Linked DNA regions of Sus scrofa: region 1 is linked to region 2. The links are chromatin contacts, called in public promoter capture Hi-C maps. All regions are on one chromosome and are shown on one strand. The core of a region is the stretch at or near the end of the contact, and the rest is flanking DNA. Distances in the headings are between cores, read along the strand shown. Region 1 holds the start of ESAM (endothelial cell-selective adhesion molecule). Region 2 holds the start of SIAE (sialate O-acetylesterase).

Region 1 (2,852 bases), core at 267-2,766, 73 kb after region 2:
TGCCTTGGCCACAAAGTTGAAATTTTCTCCCTTGTTTCAAGATCCCCAACAGGGGGGATAGGGAATTTGGGAGTGGAATGCCAAAGAAAAGAGGCCTTGAGGTTGAAGGGAGAGGGGGTCCTTGGGAAAGGGGGCCTAAGAAGTCAAGGGATCCTGGAGCAGGCCCACCAAGACTAGGGGGCAGGAAGGTGTCTCTGCTTTTTTGTGGCTGGTCTTGAACCCCACTTTGTCTGGGGTACTTCATCCCCTAATGCCCTTGCAGCAGACTGGGCTAAAGGGGACTCAGATGAGTTAGGTGATTCCCATCTCAGTCCCCATCACTGTGGTTGAATTTTTCTCTACATCTTTCCAAGCTTTACTTGCCCTGGTGGCTTCCAGCCTGAAAGTGGGAGTTATAGCTGCACCAGACAAACCCACCCTTCACCCCCATTCAGGAATCCTTGAAGAAGGATGGCAAGAAAGCCTGGGAGGCAGCATGTGAAACAGCTAAGTTTCCAAGGGGCCTTTTCTCCCCAGATGTTGCACTGGGCCACCTCCAGCTTCTGGGTGCTCCTGGGCACCTTCAATACTCCTCAAGCACTTGCTCCAAGGAGGCGCCCTTCCTCTGGGACTCCTTTGTCCTTTGGCTCTGGGAACTGATTAGGGGTGGTGGACCTCTGGGGGGGGATGGTGTCACAATTCTGCTCCTCCAGGCATTCGAACCCCTCCTCCATTTCCTGTGTCCCAAATGACCTCACGGTCATGCTTTTGGGGGCACCTCCCTTGATTCCCAGGGCAGGAAGCAGGAGGAGGGGGCAAGAGGGAGGATCTGGGCTGGGGAATTGACATGAAATGGTGTGTCAAGCCCAGAGACCAGGGAATTCCCTAGGGGCTCTTGCACATCAGCTTGAGCGGTGGGAAGTGGGGGGGACGGATGGGGGGGGGACTGGAGTTAAGTCCTTAAGCTCTTTAGCCAGTGTCTCATCTAGCAGCTCAGCTCATCCGGCTCTGCTGGGTGGAGGTGGGCAGTGGGGGTGAGGAATGGTTCTGAGTCCTAACCCTCTCCCTCACCGCACACACTGTGCCCAAAGTGGTGGCTGTTTGCCGACACAGCAAGGACAGAGTCAGCACTACTCAGTGATACCTTGTGTGGTGGAAAATAGCAGTGGGGGTAGGGAAAGCGTCTAAGACAGGAATCCCAGCCCACCCAGTTCCTCATCAGTGCCCAAAACCACCTCCCCCAGGGTCGGATTCACCCCATCTCCCACCTCAGGTCCTTTCCAGGTTCAGGGTTTCACTCACCAAGAGTAGTCAGCCCCAGGAACAAAAACTGCAGTAAGTTGGTCGCGGGGGACCCGGGCAGGGAAATCATGGCCTTCCCTGGCCCGGATGGAGTCAGGGGTACCGGCTCCGGGACACACCGACCGACAGGTGCTGAGGCTGCACGACAGCAGGATCGGACGCAGGAGCCGGGCCACTGACACCAAGTGCAGCTCTGGCCAGAGTCTGGGCGTGTGTGTGCCGGTGGCGGGGTGGGGACCAACAGGGACTCGGGGGCGGGGCATTCGAGGGGGCGGAGAGGTCGCGGTCCTCCTGGGCCCGGCGCGCCGGTGACCCGCCGCAGGGGGCGCTCCTCACGCTTCGACGGCCGGATCCCGCGGCCTCCAACAGGTCAGGACGCAGAGGGATGTCAGGTGAGTCGCGGCGCCCCGACAGCCAGCTGGAGGCGAGGGCCGAAGAGAAGGGTCCTGAACTATCGTACTGCACCGTGCCCTTCTGCCCGCGTGGGACAGAAAGGGGAGCCAAGAAGGAAGGGAGGTTTGCACATTATCCCACGTCCAGGGGCTACCCGGACCCAAACCCTAAACAGCCGGGGCTTGGGAGTTCCGCGTCCTCAGCCTAAGAGGAGAGGAGGGGGGCCGCGTTTTCCCGGGACCACTGGGGGTCTGCAAATGGGGGTCGGAACGGCAGGAAGAGGCCAACGTGCTGGCATCGCGGGCTAGGTTTTGCTGTCCGAAACTACCAGTTTCCCGGAGCCCAGGACAGGACGGACTGCGGGAGCGGCTGGGGAAAGGATGCCCATCCCTGCACGTGCCACATCCCTTCCTGAGCCCCGCCCACCCGAGGCTGCATCAGCTGTGGACGCTAGGACAGTGTTCACCAGTGGGCGGAGAAGGGGGCCTCTCTCAGGTTCTTAGAGGTGCTCTAAAACGCAGCCCGAAGGTCACCCGGGGCTTGCTGTTGCAAACCTGAGCAGGGAAATGACTGACGCAAGGATACCCCAGGAGCTGAGCAGGAAACTGAGGAAACAGGTGCCTAGTTCCCCGCTCAACTCTGAAAAGCCGCTGCGGGAAAGTAGACTGGACAAAGTACCATTTATTTATCCCATCTTCGCCGCCTCCCATCCCACCTCACGCCTGATCTGATCCTTTAATTCCCGGGGATAGATCTTGTTCGCTGTGAAATTTAATTTAACCGTCCCTCTCCTCGCCAGTCCGTCGAAGGCACCTCTGCGCCCTCTGGCGGCCACAGATCCCTAACAGAAAGGCACGCACCTGTTCTGCCTTCCCAGTCCAACAGCCAAAATAAAGATGCTTCGAACATCCGGGTATGGGTCAACCCACGGAGCAAAGGTCACCGAGGACAGAAAACATAATAACAAATCCCTGGCGCTACCTGCTCTGGGTGGCAGTTAACTGAGAAGAAAAGCAGCCGGGCCTCCTGGATTCCTTTTATGCCACGGAGTTCTGCTGTTTTAATACTGACTATGGTCCTTGAGCCTGCATTGCCCAAGGTCTTTTTCTACACAGCACCCCACAGAGCCTCTCAGCTGCTTCTTCTTCGTGTGACCTGGCTGGCTGCTCTTTAAATAC
Region 2 (2,700 bases), core at 117-2,616:
GTGGGTTCTTAGGCAGAGCTGCAGTCATTTTTCTTGACTCTGTTCTCCCACCTCAACTTTTTTTTTTTTTTTTTTTTTTTTTTTTGGTCTTTTTGCCATTTCTTGGGCCGCTCCCGTGGCATATGTAGATTCCAGGTTAGGGGTCCAATCGGAGCTGTAGCCACCGGCCTACGCCAGAGCCACAGCAACGCTGGATCCGAGCCACGTCTGCAACCTACACCACAGCTCACGGCAACGCTGGATCCTTAACCCACTGAGCAAGGGCAGGGATCAAACCCGCAACCTCACGGTTCCTAGTCGGATTCGTTAACCACTGAGCCACGACGGGAACTCCTCAACTTTCCTTTCTTAACAGGGACCTTTGGGGTCCACTATTTGAGTGGTCGGATAAAGAAGGGGGAAAAAAAAAAAAAATCCAGCATTATCCCTTTACTTGCATTTCTGGACAAGGTCCCTCTTCTGGTTTCTCCATGGCTGTGACCCAGCGTCCAGCCCGGGGTATTCAAACGAAACAATATATGACCTGAACAATAGTCAAAGTGAGTCACCCTCCTCCTCAATGCCACGCATATTATCCCACCACCAATATCTGCGAGCTGCAGCAGGAATCAAAGCTGAGTCTTAAATATTCTGAGCTAGTGAGGGGGTTGTATTTCTTAGCCCTAATCACCACTTAAAACTAGTAAAATTTAATTCCCCCAAGGAACCCAGCCTGAAGGAAACCCTCCCCAAGGGTGCCACTGAGGGGGCAGCACTGAAATGTTTGGGATGACTGAGTCATCAGTTTCCAAATATTATCTAACTAGCTTCGCCCCCTCCCCTTCGAGTTCCCCTGCAATTATTCAGAGACACTAAGGGCCTCGGTCTGAGCACATTTGGGCTTTCCCTCGCTTAGATAAACCCAACTCTCCCACTCCCTGCATCATAAAGGCAGTGGAAGGGAGTGGAGAAAGAGGACGGGCCGGGGCAGCCTAGGCCTTGCAAGGAGAACCAGGCTTCGGCCCGGGGTTCCGTCCCAGACCTACAGAAGGGGACTCGGGGGCCGTCCTACGGAGTAACTCAGAGTCCGCATAGGCGGACGGGCGGACAGGGGTCGGCCCGAGCCGAGCCCGGCCGCCTCACCTGCACTTGCGTCGGCCGGCAAGAGTAACGACAGCACCAACCCAAACACAAACCCCAGAGCGACCATGTTTGCGAGGAGGGCGCACCCCTGCGCCGCCGGGGCGGTGCGGACGCCAGCAGAGGTGGAGCCTTGTGGGCGGGGCCTGCGCAGGGCCGATAAGGTCAGACTCCGCCCTTCTCAGGTCATTAATTCCGCGAAGCCGTCCGCGGCCGCCGGGCTGGCCCTTGCTCTCCTCGGCCGCCGTAGTTGAATGGTTTGAGGGGGAACGGTTTCCCGGCAACGAGAAAAAACAACCGGAACTTTCAGCTCCAGCTCAGAGCGATTGAAGAGGTGAGGCGGTTTACCCCATTTCCTCTCCGAAATCGAGACGTCGCTTTCCCCTTCGCCTCTCTTATTCTCTCAGGGTCCCCGCCGCATTCTGGGAAACTTAGGGAAAACTGGCCCCCAAGCAGCCCATTCTGCTAGTGTGAAATCCCAGATCCTCGACGTCGCGCCTCAGACTAGACCTGTGTTCCCCCTGCGACCCCTCTCCTCGCCCCACCTTGGTTGAGGGTCTCTACCTTTTCACCTTAGAATGATTTAATACCCCATCTCCTGTTCCCTCAAAAAGAGAAAGGGAAAAAATCTTTACAGATTGGGCCTCACTAAACCACGTAGTCCCAACCTAGACCCCGACCCTACCTTACTCGGCAGCGTTGACACAAACAAGCCAGGTCTCTGAGTGTTATTTGAACACTGAGTAGCCCAACATGCTGCCTAGCAGCTATTCTTACCTAGCTCTGGTATTCCAAGATAGGAAAAGAAACCTGTTCAAGATGAATCCAGAAAATATAAGACTCCCCAAACATTGAAGACTGGAATTGCAAAATCATGACCTTGCCCCCAGCACCCCCGCCCCGTTGCCCCTTCCAGAGTATACAGATGCTTCGACGAGGCATTGCAGGTCATGCAGCAGAAGTGAAAGCTAAGGGAAAGACTGTGTGAAACTTATTCGACAAGTTAGTTTTAACAAGGACTAGTTTTTTTGTTTTTTAATTTTAGACCCTTAACAGGGCCTTTTCGGCAATTTAAGATGAATTTATAATAATCACTCTAAATCCCCGTGGGATAGCAGAAATTACTCTGTCTTCAAAAGACAGAGTGAGAAAAAATACTTATTATAGTGAAAAATCTGTGATTTTTGTAATTTTAAAAAATGATTTACCTATTAAATTAGACTGTTAACAGTCTAATAAGGGAAAATTTCAAAAATCTTTGGAAGCAATGGATAGACTTGGGTTGGGTTGGGGGTAAAAAGGATTGAAGTCCAGAAGTTTGGGGTCTCAGAAATAATTTGTCATAGTTGTGGTTATATAAGTAAAATAAGACAAATTTAAAAACAGTATCTTTAACGAATCTCTAGGTACAATAGACAGTTCCTTCCAAGGAGATGTCGATTCCATTCTCCAACACCCACTACCGAATTCCACAAGGATTTGGGAATCTACTTGAAGGGCTCACACGCGAGATTCTGAGGGAGCAACCCGACAATATACCAGCTTTTGCAGCAGCATATTTTGAGAATCTTCTAGAGAAAA

The links. Promoter capture Hi-C pulls out the DNA fragments that hold promoters and counts their contacts.
Region 1: a promoter capture Hi-C map of liver shows a contact between it and region 2, with 3 times the contacts expected there. The contact joins the promoter of ESAM here to the promoter of SIAE in region 2. A contact is called at or near these places in 5 of 5 promoter capture datasets (fetal liver, fetal skeletal muscle, liver and 1 more), 26 of 47 Hi-C or Micro-C datasets (alveolar macrophages, blood, brain and 14 more) and 2 of 2 datasets of contacts at active chromatin or transcription factors (alveolar macrophages and skeletal muscle).

What each region holds. Positions count from the first base shown.
Region 1 is chr9:51,990,899-51,993,750 of Sscrofa11.1, forward strand. It overlaps ESAM (endothelial cell-selective adhesion molecule), which reads right to left and starts at 1,517. Exons shown (of 7, transcript XM_005667461.3): 1 at 1,282-1,517. The coding sequence starts at 1,351.
Region 2 is chr9:51,917,608-51,920,307 of Sscrofa11.1, forward strand. It overlaps SIAE (sialate O-acetylesterase), which reads right to left and starts at 1,367. Exons shown (of 10, transcript XM_013979526.2): 1 at 1,123-1,367. The coding sequence starts at 1,189. SPA17 (sperm surface protein Sp17) reads left to right here and starts at 1,309. Exons shown (of 5, transcript XM_003130022.3): 1 at 1,309-1,453; 2 at 2,526-2,700. The coding sequence starts at 2,553.